3 separate regions of the Mus musculus genome follow, and all the other regions are linked to region 1. Evidence: chromatin contacts called from public promoter capture Hi-C data. All regions are on one chromosome and are shown on one strand. The core of a region is the stretch at or near the end of the contact, and the rest is flanking DNA. Distances in the headings are between cores, read along the strand shown. Region 1 holds the start of Pot1b (protection of telomeres 1B). Region 2 holds the start of Mllt1 (myeloid/lymphoid or mixed-lineage leukemia; translocated to, 1). Region 3 holds the start of Rfx2 (regulatory factor X, 2 (influences HLA class II expression)).

Evidence for each region. Promoter capture Hi-C pulls out the DNA fragments that hold promoters and counts their contacts.
Region 2: a promoter capture Hi-C map of pre-B cells shows a contact between it and region 1, with 4 times the contacts expected there. The contact joins the promoter of Mllt1 here to the promoter of Pot1b in region 1. A contact is called at or near these places in 2 of 39 promoter capture datasets (liver and pre-B cells).
Region 3: a contact with region 1 is called in a promoter capture Hi-C map of pre-B cells. The contact joins the promoter of Rfx2 here to the promoter of Pot1b in region 1. A contact is called at or near these places in 2 of 39 promoter capture datasets (liver and pre-B cells).

What each region holds. Positions count from the first base shown.
Region 1 is chr17:55,710,313-55,714,283 of GRCm38.p6, reverse strand. It overlaps Pot1b (protection of telomeres 1B), which reads left to right and starts at 1,648. Exons shown (of 17, transcript NM_028370.2): 1 at 1,648-1,744; 2 at 3,378-3,445.
Region 2 is chr17:56,933,124-56,937,094 of GRCm38.p6, reverse strand. It overlaps Mllt1 (myeloid/lymphoid or mixed-lineage leukemia; translocated to, 1), which reads left to right and starts at 1,707. Exons shown (of 12, transcript NM_022328.2): 1 at 1,707-1,832. The coding sequence starts at 1,821.
Region 3 is chr17:56,829,150-56,833,120 of GRCm38.p6, reverse strand. Rfx2 (regulatory factor X, 2 (influences HLA class II expression)) reads left to right here and starts at 2,113. Exons shown (of 17, transcript NM_009056.2): 1 at 2,113-2,238.

The DNA.
Region 1 (3,971 bases), core at 399-2,898:
TTCTGCCAGAGGAAATGATGCACATATTTTCTTATGTGGTTTTAGGAAGAATTTCCAGGAAATCTGTACACAGACAGAAAATCTTGACATATCTGCTATAGATATACTAGAAAATATTGCCTTCCATCTCTGAACAATCTGAAACACACTTATGCTTAAATCTAACTGCAGCAAAAACAGTGGGAGTTTTCTGCCGAAGAACCAGTGGGTTGATACAAAGACTATCTGTCAGAAATAAAAAGCAAAATATAATTTCTAATATAAAAATAGAGAGGAGTTGATTAACATTTCTATTAGACCACTGTGGGTAGTATTAGGAAGTTTTAATATGGATGACACTAGCATAGATAAGCAGACATAAATAACAAACTAAAGAAGTACATTTTGATTTTAAGTCTCCTTTTAGTCTAATATACTCACTTCAAAATTCGTCCCATTTATATCATTTTAATGGGAACGTAAGTAGCAATGCCAATTTATTTGGTTTTCTTCACATATTCGATTCCATTGTGCCAAATTCTGACTTCATGTTATAGGTGGAATGTGCCCCAATCACACTGAATTTCTTTAACTCAATTACATGGAAATCACGTACATGGAAATATTCTTCTCAGTCATGGGAAAGATACCTTTAACTGATTTTTTTCTATTGATAGAACAATGGAGATCATTTCCATCCTACCATAAATGCATACAATCCCATCATTTTTGTCAATGCACTCAGTCTTTGATGAACTTTGATGAACTTAAGGGAGAAAGATTAACAGTTACAATTAACATAGGCAGTGCCATTAATGTTGCATGTAGTTTAAAAGAATGAACAAAAGACCTTCATTTTCATCAATGGAATTTCAAAACTTTCCCCACTTCCTGAAAAAAGTGGGTGGGTAAAATGAATAGATGTAGACTCAATTTAAACTAATAGTGGAACATTTTGTGAAAGATAAAAAAGTTATTCTGTGTTTAAAAATGCCTTTTAACCCGATACAAAGGGTTCCCAAATAACTCCAAATAATCGTGATAAACTTTTAAAGCCTACACACTTTTTAAAATTTAATTTTTAATTAATTTTTTTACACTCGATATAAGCCTACATACTCTTGTTCAGCTTTCTATATTCTGAAATTAATCATTACAAAGTTTCTAAACTCATGACAATTTTTCATCACTCAAAAATATAGTAAAGAACGATAAATCTTCAGACTAACAAAGGATTGTTGGTATTTTTCAACTTGCCTGGCAATAGCATAATAGCCCTAAATTGCGATTAAAAAAACAACAAAACAACATTGTTATCTTCGTCTATTTACATCGTGTAAAAGTGCATTTGGGTGCTTAACTTAGATTAACAAAGGGTTTTGCCTCTGATCCATTTATTCAACAAAATAGAATTTGGAGTCTCACTCGGAATAGGGTTCCAATTGGCTACAGGATTTAGGACTCTTTCAAGCCAGTTACTATCCTTTGAACAGTGTGTTCTCCCCCCCCCCCCCCCCCCCCCGCTAGTCCCCAGAAAAATCCATTAGGGGCGTGGAAAGAGGAGCAGCAGGCTTCCTACTCTGCAGGGACCAACTGGGAGGAGCTTGGCCGAGGCCCCGCCTGCCTTTCGCTTTTGTTATGGGAAGCACGAGCAAAAAGCGGGCGGAATGGTTGGAGTGCGCATGCGTGTGTCCCACGGCTCCGGAAGTCGAAGTCGCGTCTCTGCAGGTTGAAAAAGTTGCCGGGATCCTCGGTGTTCTGTGAGGTACTGAACGCTAGGGTGTTGGAGTTCTTGGTGTAATCGCTGGAGGTCGGGCCCTGGATGATATGAGGGGTCGTTTGCAACCACATTTGGGGTAGTTGTAGAGAAAGTGCGCTATGCGTTGGCGGCAGCGATAACCCGCTGTGTTCGGCATCCTCTCTCTCAGGGAGACCTCAAGCTTCAGGGGTGTGTGTGTGTGTCTGTGTGTGTGCGCTATGCGTTGGCGGCAGCGATAACCCGCTGTGTGTGTGTGTGTGTGTGTGTGTTATTGGGAGCCTCAGAGGCTTCAGGTACTTGCCCAGGTGACAAGTGTCAGAAGAAAAGCATGAACCTGGTGCACAGTGAACAGAGAGAGCGCTAGGATTAAAGGAACGGGCTACTACTATGCCGTGCAACAGGTCGGAAAACTGGCTTTTAAAAGTATTTTGATTCAAGCTGATACTTCCTGCTGAGGACACAAAAAGCATCGTTTTGCCAAAGTATAATTTGTTTTCAGTTTTTTTTTTTTTTGTTTTTTGCTTTCTTTAGTAATATTGAAGAGTATTAATGTAGGATCTACTTTTAATCTGTTTTTTTTCTTTGAAAAGTGGATAGTGACTTTATTAGTATGAGGTTCATATGAGTTTTAATCTGTTGTTTAAGAAATACCCATATGGTTGTTTACCAAGAGTCCATGGTGTGTGTGAGACAGAAAGTTTTAATATGAAAGCCAAAAGAGAAGTTGAAAGGAACTGTTATAAAACACTATCATGCCTGTACTTTTGACTAGGTAATTATTTTCCGAAGTTGACAGTGGGGCAGAGACTAAACTGAACTTTTTGTTTTGTATTGACTTGCCCTCATTGTCCTAGTTTATGAGTTTTTCATTTCACATTAAGAATTTTTTCTTTCTTAAATTGTAATTGGTTTCTAAAACAACATTTTATTTTGCTGAGAGATTGTATTACCGGGTTGAGAAAAAACACTTTGGGAAATTAATGAACTTCACTTTCTGTATCTTCAATAAGACTTAAGTTATGAATCTTACATATTTTTTTCCTCAGATTTTCCCCAGATGACTTAATATTTATTAGAACATGCTATATTGAATTCCTAAAAGTATGGTCCAAGTGAAATTCAGAGAAAGGTTCTCTAAAGATTAAGAAAGGGAATCGAATATCCTGACTGCCTGACACATCCCATAGTTCAGTATGAGTATATTAGGAGTACTGTGCCAGTGCAAGTTTTTAAAGGCAAGTGAGCATGCTTGCTGAAGATTGCTGTAATCCTCAGCCATAGATATTAGCAGCACAGGCTTGCACAGAGAGAGGTTCTGTTTGTGTGTGTGTGTGTGTGTGTGTGTGTGTGTGTTGTGTGTTGTGTGTATGCAGTGGGCTTTATGCAGGATGAGGCTGTAGCAGAGACCTTTGGGACAGTAATTCTCAGGTAGTCAGTCATATGTGAGAAGAACCCTTTCTCAGAACCTCTAAGTGACTTTATGTGTTTTGTTAGGGTTGATGCTACTCTGGCAGTATCCTGAAAACTTTCTTAAAAGATAAGACATTTCAAAGGCTTTCAGTTGTATTCAAACTTTTGCATAAAAAATGTATATAGTTTGTAAAAGCAGTCATCTTTACTATTTTTCTCTCCATTTTAGGGAAAAAACTGTTATTTCTTCAGTTTTTGGAAGTTAAGCAGCTGCTTTGAAGATTAGACCTTAATAAGGTAATAATGAGGTGTATGTGTGCTACATTTCTGCTTAGCTTTCTGCTTATACTGTAGAAATAGATAACTTTCTATATGTATATCTCACGGGGACACACACATATATGAATGAATTTAATAGATAATACATTTGTAGGAGACAATGCCTATATAAGGAAAAGCTGCTTTTTCATCATCAAAGCTTTGCCATAGTGTCTCCCTTGGCCTCCTCTCTTTTACTTAGGAGACCAGACACAGTTTGAAAGGATCTGGCACATGATGATACCCAAAGACCAAATTCTCAACACAAAGATTTATTTGCACCAGAGGGACAAAGGACAGGGAATAAGAGACAAAAGATGGGGTATAGAGGACTAGGGATAAGAGAAAAGGTACAAGGGAGATGGGAGGAAGGGAAATTTGCCCCAAGGGACAAAGGGACTGCCTCTGGATAGGGAGGAGACAGATATAGCCTCTTTGTAAATGGCAGTTTATAAGGGGAAATCTTCTGTTAAGAGGAGGTTGTTTGTTTTGACTGAATAGGTTG
Region 2 (3,971 bases), core at 458-2,957, 1.2 Mb before region 1:
GACATTATGCAGAAACCGTTCCCTGCCAGCTCTCTTCAGAACCAGACCGTCGGGGGCCTCTCCTCAGTTACATCCGTTTACCTGATCTAGTCTTTCTGAACGATGAGTGAGCCTCAGTCATCGTTAGGGCTAGTTAAACCACTGGTGGCATAGCACCTTTACTCCATGAACAAGGGAGGGCTTTCTCACCACTATCTTGAGGTCACAGTCTTACTGCCTCCACCTCCAAGTGTAGGGGCTTGGTCTGGTACTGCTTGTATTTAGGTGCTAAATTCTGTATCCCAAGGTCTAGTTGCCCCCAAGGAGGAGATCCTCACATACCCCAAGTGATGCTACGTATGTAACCTAGCCTCCCAAGTCAATTAGTCAATAAAAGGCTAAAGCCTGTGACTGGGCAATAGATAGAGGTAGGCAGGTTTTCAGTTACCTGGCTGGAGGTTGCAGGTAGAGAAAGGAGACTAAGAAAGACAGGGAAACTGGAGGAGGCCGCCACGAGAGGAGATGGACCATAAGCATGTGGCCAGGAAAAACAGCACGTCACAAGGGACACATGGGCAGGGATGTAAGTTAGAATAGCTCCAAACTAGTTCCAAACTAGAATAGCTGCACAACCTAGACTTACGGTTTGTAAATAAAATACCTGGATTGTGTGTGTGTCTTTTATTCAGGTTAGCAAAAATTTGTATTGCCTTTTATATCCAAGTTCTAGGATGATAGACATGTATCTCTGCACTTGGCTTATAGAGTCTTGAGGCTAGAACCCAGGGCTTCATCGTTCTAGCAGAGTGCTCTACCAATTATGCCCCAGCCTTGGCCTTCAAGTAAAAAAGTGAAAACAGAGCTGTGGGTGTAGTTCAATGGCGGGAGCCCTGAGTTCAATCCCCAGTTGTCAGTATCCACAGTCTACGGTTGACTACTGACTACCGTTCCTTTCCCTGCGTTGAATGAATGAGACCGCTGATCATTTAGAATGGCTCCGTTTCAGATGTGCACTGTAACAACCACAGAAAGAAGAACCACCTCCGACAAGTTTTTTTGTTTGTTTTTGTTTTTTAAAAGCTTACATTTTAAATGGTGCGTGTCTGTGTGCGAGCGCTAGCACCTGTGTGCAGTGCTTGAGAAGGCCAGAAGAGGTCACTGAAGTCACAGGCTGGTTTTTTACAGATGCACAACCCTAGCCTTTGCAAGGAGAAGTGGGCTGAACCCGCTGGCTTTACAGGATCCAGACCGGTAAACTAACCACCGGCGCTGTCACGCAGGAGCACCGAACATCGCCAGCGCTCCCTCCCTCCGCAGGGCTCGAACTTAAACTCTTAGGGCCTTTTTAGGGACGTCCCCTCTAGAGCCGCTCCCGGGGCGCAGTGCGCAGGCACCGCGCCACGGCCTGGCCCAACCCCTCCACGTGCGGCGCACACCTCGCGCCGCTCAGCAGAGCTCGCCTCGCGCCTCCTTCACTCCCTCCGCCCGCCCCCCTGCGGCGCCGGCTTTCTATTGGCTGACGGCTTCGTCGTTCTGACTGTCGCCCGGCGGGCCCCCACCAGCCCGGAAGTCCCGCCCCACGCGCGGGTCTCTGGCCTTCTGACAGGCTCGGAGGCTTGTCCATCGGCGAGGCCGGGCCCGAGTCGGCGGCTGGGGGCCCGCGGTCGCTGAGCCGCCCGGGCTGGCGGCGGTTTCCGGTTCAGCGCGGCTGGCGGGCGGGCGGGCGGCCCGGAACGGCGGCGGCGGCGGTGCGGCCCCCGACAGACAATGAGAGCGGCGGGGCGTTGCTGAGCGGCGGCAGCGAGAGCGACGCGGGCCCGGGGGCGGGGCGGGCGCCAGTCATGGACAATCAGGTAAGAAGCCTCCGCCCGGGACTGGCCTCCCGCTGCCCTGCGCGGCGTTGTGGCCGGCCCTGCGCGCACACCGCCCCGTGGGCACCGAGTTTGCGCGCGCCCACCCGGATGGGCCCTTCTCCAGCCACTGCGACCCCGGGGCGTCCTTCCCCCATCGCCATCTCGGGATGCCCCTCCTCCACTGTGACCCACGTACCCCTCCCCCATCGCGACCCCAGGTCTGGTGCAGAACCCTTTGGGATCTAACTCAGCACCCCAGTGCCACCCACTCCACACTGGGGAATTCTCTGCCAGCGTAGTGTATCCACACCGCCGCGGCATCTTGAGGGACTCAGCCTGGCTCAGAGCCCCGTGAGACACCCCTTAGAATCCCGGAGTACCCCCTGGGCATCATACAGGAGCTCAGGGCTTCAACACCTTAGGAACTCCATCTCATTCCAGAGTCCCCGGAGGCGCCCCTTAGGAATCCAGTTTACACACAGACTCCTGAAGTGTTTATCAGGATCCCAGGGATTTAGCGCCCTGGGCATCATCACAGCCTGGAACCCTTTGGGATTCCCCTTAGAGCCTTGGTACTACCTTAGCACCCTGGGGATCTCCCGCCTGGTCCACAGCTCTCCAGGAAGACTTTTGGAATCCTATAGCCACTCACAGCACCATGGGGATCCCGTCCTGGCCCCACATCCCCTGGGAAATCATTTAGAATCCCAGTAGAGAATGGAACCCATTGGGATTACAAAGCCACCCAGTCTAGCCGGGAACTCACGTCCCTTATGAATCCAAATCTAGCCAGACTCCCTTCAGAACTCCAGTACACCCCACAGCTCCTGGCATCCTTGTATGGCCCAGAATCTTTGGAAACATGTCTCAGAACTTAAGTGGGTCTTCCAGCCCCTGTGGTCCCTAGCATGAATCAGACTCTGTGGAGAGTCTACACAGAGTCCCCACAGACAGGGCTAGTAACTTTAGGATGCCCCCCCTACATATCCTCTTAGATGCTACACCACCCCAAATAGGGCCTGAGCCTCAATCTTTTTTTGGAAGATTCCTTCTTCCTGGGCCCATGACCCCAAATCTCCCCAAACTCCAGGGAATACCCCCCCCCCAACCAGGTGCTAGCTTCAGGTCTGTTTTGAATGCTCTCTGCCCAGCCACACCCTCTCTCCATCTAAGACACTCACTTCAGTTCACTTTTCCCAGCCTCTTGGGTAGCCTGCCTCCTCTACCTCTTCCCCTCATGTCACCCAGCTCTGTACCATGTGAGCTCCTCCCCATCTTCTTTAGATTCCCCTCACCCAGGGTCACATCCTCCCCCTTCCCTTCCAAAGACGGAACTTCCAGGGGTACCAGTCCTGGGAAGGTGTGGGGCTGTGGGGGTGGCAGCTGATGGCTTCCTCTGCTGTTGGTAAGGGCAGGTTGGGTCATCCCTAGCTGCTGGCACCATGGAGGCGGCTTTGTCTAGTTTGGCCATGTGGCTGTTAGTTTCAGATACATCGGTAGGGACCTCCTGTGTGTCCCACTATCTATGACCTAGGACCACTGGGGCAGGTAGCAGGCATAGCTTTTTTGTCCCTGGTGTGCCTGACTTGCTGCTAGTGAATAGGCTGATTTGCAAGCCTGCTTGCTACCTGGGCTCTTCATTAGTTGAACCACACAAAAAGTCCCTGTTCTTCGGCACCCTCTGCACTCCAAAACTCAGGAGTCCATGTCCTCAATAGAATCCCCAGAGATTGGAGACCATTCCCTCTGTGGTGTCCTGGGTGGCTGTCACTTTGTGGCTGTGATGCTGAGGAAAGGCAGCAATCTCAGGGACAGTGGGGAACAGGATTTGCTCAGGTGTAAGACCCCCAAGAGCTGCTGGTGCTCAGCTGTGTTTGTGGCTGCTTTTAGGTTTCAGCCAAGTAGATGAAAAGTTGAGTCCTTATCATAGGAGCACCTGCTAAATGCTGAGCAGCCATCATGACTGAGTACCCGGCCATACCAGAGGGTAATGGATAGGACCCTGGCACTAGAAGGTGTTGGTGTGCCTTTCCTTCCCGGCCAGCTCAGGAGACCCCTGCGGGGAGTGGAGGGCTGGCCCTCAGAGATGTGATTGTCCTCAAAGGACTGAGGGTGTGCAGGGTAGAGTCCGAGCCTCTC
Region 3 (3,971 bases), core at 864-3,363, 1.1 Mb before region 1:
ACATTCTAGTAGGCCCATGCCCAATGGCCCTGTCCCAGGGGCAGGAACCATGTCATTTTGTCCCCACCAAGGCCATGCAGGACCTGGCAGATTCACAGCTCTTGTCTTCCAAAGGGGTTTCTGAGAAACCCAAGTAAACTCACAGGTGAATCCTGGATAGTTGACATGGAAAAAAAACTGGGGGAAAACAAAAAACAAAAAAATAAAAAACCCTGACTCCTGCCTGCCATTGTTACTCTAACATAAAAAACATATGTTTGGAAGAGGGGAACAGGGCTTTCTGCCAAGCCGAATGATCCTTGGAGGACACAGGGGAAAGGCAGAAAGTGTTCACAAGTTGTCATCTGATCACATGTGTATCATATCATGTACATATCACATCCTAAAGAAATAAATGTAAAAATACTAAAACTCTATGTAAGGAGTGAGCCAGCTGTATCGTCAGCGAGTGAGAGGCTTAGAACTCTGAGGTGTGTGGCTGAGATGAGAGGTTCTCTTTCCTTCCCATCCACAAGTGTCCCAGGTCTAGAAACCCTCCTGCACTTCTTTCCACAGTCTCCTTGCTAAAGACCAGGTTTCCAACCCATGAGCTCTGGGGACACACTTCTCAGTCTCTAAAACCAATGAGTTCTGAAGGGCCACAGTTTGGTCCAAACAGATTCAGGCTCATTCATGCATAGCCATTTGCCTCCATGATAGTTACAGTTGAGTCTATGGGACTGGGTCTCTCAGCACGGGGGTGGGGGTGGGGGTGGGGGATGGGGACCGGACACTAGCTTTGTAGTGTAGGCAGCCAACAAAGTGGTGTTGTGGCACCAGGCTTCCAGTTGCTCCAATATATTTATTTTGGAAACTCCAGTCCTAGAGGCAGCGTCTACTGCCTTTCTCGCGGCCTAAGTTCAGGATTTCATGAGTTAGACTGTGCACAAATGCTTGGTGGCACCTGCCTCTCACCCTAGTAGTCAAGGACCTAAGACAAAAAGAACATTAACTTGGACTACATAGTGGGAATCTAGTCTAGCTTGGACTACTTAGCAAGACCCTGACTCACCGCTTTGGGCACATAAGCCCAAATTACCCATGTTCACTGGTGCAATTGGACGTTCAATGAATGAATGAATGAATGAATGAATGGAGCTATGGTCTGACAGCTCCTCCGCACTTGGGTCTCTGGGTTTAAACCTTTCCTTTTGCGTTAACTTTTCATTCTGTTTGTGTCATCCCACCAAAATATAAGCTTTATGAAGAGTCCACATTGAGACCTGTATATATATATGAACCAGAGAGGACAGAGAAGCGAGATGGGGTGGGTGAGGAGTTGTCAGCTTAGCCAGGACTGGTGAACACACACCCATCATCCCAGCACTAGGAGATGGAGCCAGGAAAATCAGGTGTTGGAGGCCAGCTTAAGCGGTGTAGTGAGTGTATACAAGACACCGGCTCAAAAAAAAAAAAAAAAAAAAAAAAAAAAGGAGAAGCGCTGGAGAGGAGGCTTCTGCTCTTGCAGAGGACCCGGGATCGGTCCCTGCTCAATTAGGCGGCTCATAGCAGACGGTCACTCTGGTTCCAGGGCGATCCAACGCTCTCTTCGGGTCTTCATGCGCATTGCATGCACACGCATAGACAACAATCTTTAAAAAAAAAGTTTTCAGTTTGTGGACCATGAAAGAGCAGGCGCAAGGCCAGAGTCTGCTGCTCCCCTTAGACGGTGAGCGCCTCCGGTCTAGCGGAATCACCGTAACTCCGCAAAACACGCACTGCCACCAGTGGGCCCTCGCGCACCTCCTTAGAGCCAACCCTTCCCGGGAGCCGCGCGCCTCCCGCCAGGCCCCGCCCTCCTTCTCAGCGATTGGCTGGTATTCTACCCAAGGACCTGCCCCTTCACCTCTGACGGGCACTATGAAAGCCAATGGGGAGATCGCCCGCCCTCCCCGAGGCCGTTGGAGGCGGGCATGGGCGGGCCGTTGGAGGGGGCGGGGCGTGCAGCTTGGTAACCGTTGCCGGGCGCAACGCCCCGCCCCGTGAGGGCAGCGCGAGGCTGAGGCGGGCGGGCGCCTGCTGCGGGCGGGCGCTGCGGGCGGGCGGGAGGGCGGCGGGAGCCGGAGGAGGAGCGGCCGGCGCCGCCACCGCCGCCGCCATAGAGACTGTAGCCGTGGAGACTGTTACTTACCAACGCGGAGCGACACGCAGCGGCCGACGCCGCGGGAGCCGCTACCGGAACTCCCTGCCGAACTCCAGGTGAGCGGTGCGGGCCGGGGCAGGGGGCGGTGGCGGAGGGGGGGGGGACCCCGCTGGAGGGGGGTCGCGGGGGCGGGCGCGGCCGGACCCGGCGCCCCAACTTTGCAGACGCCAACCTCATCCAATCCTGATAGGCGCCTCTGATTTGGGGGAGCCCTGGGCTGGGTGGAACCCCTCTCACACTCTCAAAAGTTTGTAAAGTGAAGCGATCTCTTCTCGCCTTTGACGCACTAAATCTGACTTTGAGGAGCGGGGACTCCAGAAGACCCCTCCTTGTCTCTTACTCCACAACACCTGAAACTCGGAGGCGCCCTCAAACTAGTCAGTCCTCTCTTTGACTACTCCCAAAGCCTGAATTGGAGTTGCCCCAAACCCGCTCCTTGCTGTCATCCCCCTAAAACCTGAGTTGGGGGCTCCCACAGAGCCAGCCATTCTCGTCCAAGTCTGAAAACCCAGAGGCACCGTCTCCCTTTTATACTTATGAAATCGGGGTTCTGGCTTTTATCCATGTACTTAACTCCGAGGGTACTCTTCTGCTTGCCTCATAGTTCTGACCCTCGGGTTTCCTTCTTGACTTAGGATTTGGGGGCTCCGGCACCGTTTTCTTGTGCTTTGACCAAAATAGTCACTGCGTTTGTTCTGTTCTGGAAGGAACTCCTCCCTTCGCGTTTTCTTGCCCATCCCAAATACCCCCGGCGCCCCAAATCCTCGGACCACTCTCCCCTGGAACCCGACACCGCTGCGTTTGGGGGTCCTTTACCATGCCGCTCCGGGAAGCTCAAGCGCACCCATAGCGTCCTCTTTGCCGAGATCCCCAATCTAGAAAACTTTCCCGAAGGAAAATATTGTGTGAACCGTTTGTAGGAAGATCCAGGAGGCCGGGAGAGTGCGTGCGCAGCCCTCCTGTGCACAGGCAGCACATCCCAAAACACCGGATTGTCTTCCTCGCCCCTTTCCATGGGTCATATCCGAGTTCGCAGTTGGGATTCGCTAGGGCTGCGGTTGTTTCCTTGGACCCTAGAGAGCTCGGTTCCGGACAGAGCCCCCTAGGGTGGCGGGGAGGGGAGTTGGGGCGGGGAACGCACCAAGAAACAGCTGGGACCGCTGTCTCTCCTGAGACTTCACCCCTACTTTAGTACGTCTCCGGAACACTCCGGTACTCAGGTCCCCCAGGAAAAATCCTACAACGATTGAGTGTTAATAAATGTAACTTTATTAGCATGTACATAAGTGTGGCCTTCTCCTGTGTGTATAATGTGTTGTAATCATAACCACCACTCGCCTCTCTTGACCCTGATGACCCCCACTCCTCCAGCCCTGGCTTGCTTCTACTTTTTGCTCCCTTTTTCCTTGAAGGGAACAGAGTTCAGTTGGGGCCACGGCGCAGAGGACAGTGGGTCCCTCCTCAGAAGTGGCCGTCAGGTCCTCGGGAGTCAGATGACTCTTTTCTTATTGTCAAAAGTGATTTGCTTTCCGATTTAAATTTTTACGTGTATTTATTGTGTGTGACTATACTGCACGTGCACACACCCCCGGAGGTTAGAGGACAGATTACAGGAGACTCCCTTCAGCACTTGATCTTGGGAGCTCAGTACACTTGGTGGCAAGAGCCCTTACCTGCGCATCTCCCTGCCAGTGGAATGAGCTTTAAACTTAAAGTGAAGCGAAGACAATTCTAGAACAGTGATGATATTAATAAAATAATAATGACGTAAAACTTCTCTTAAAATGTT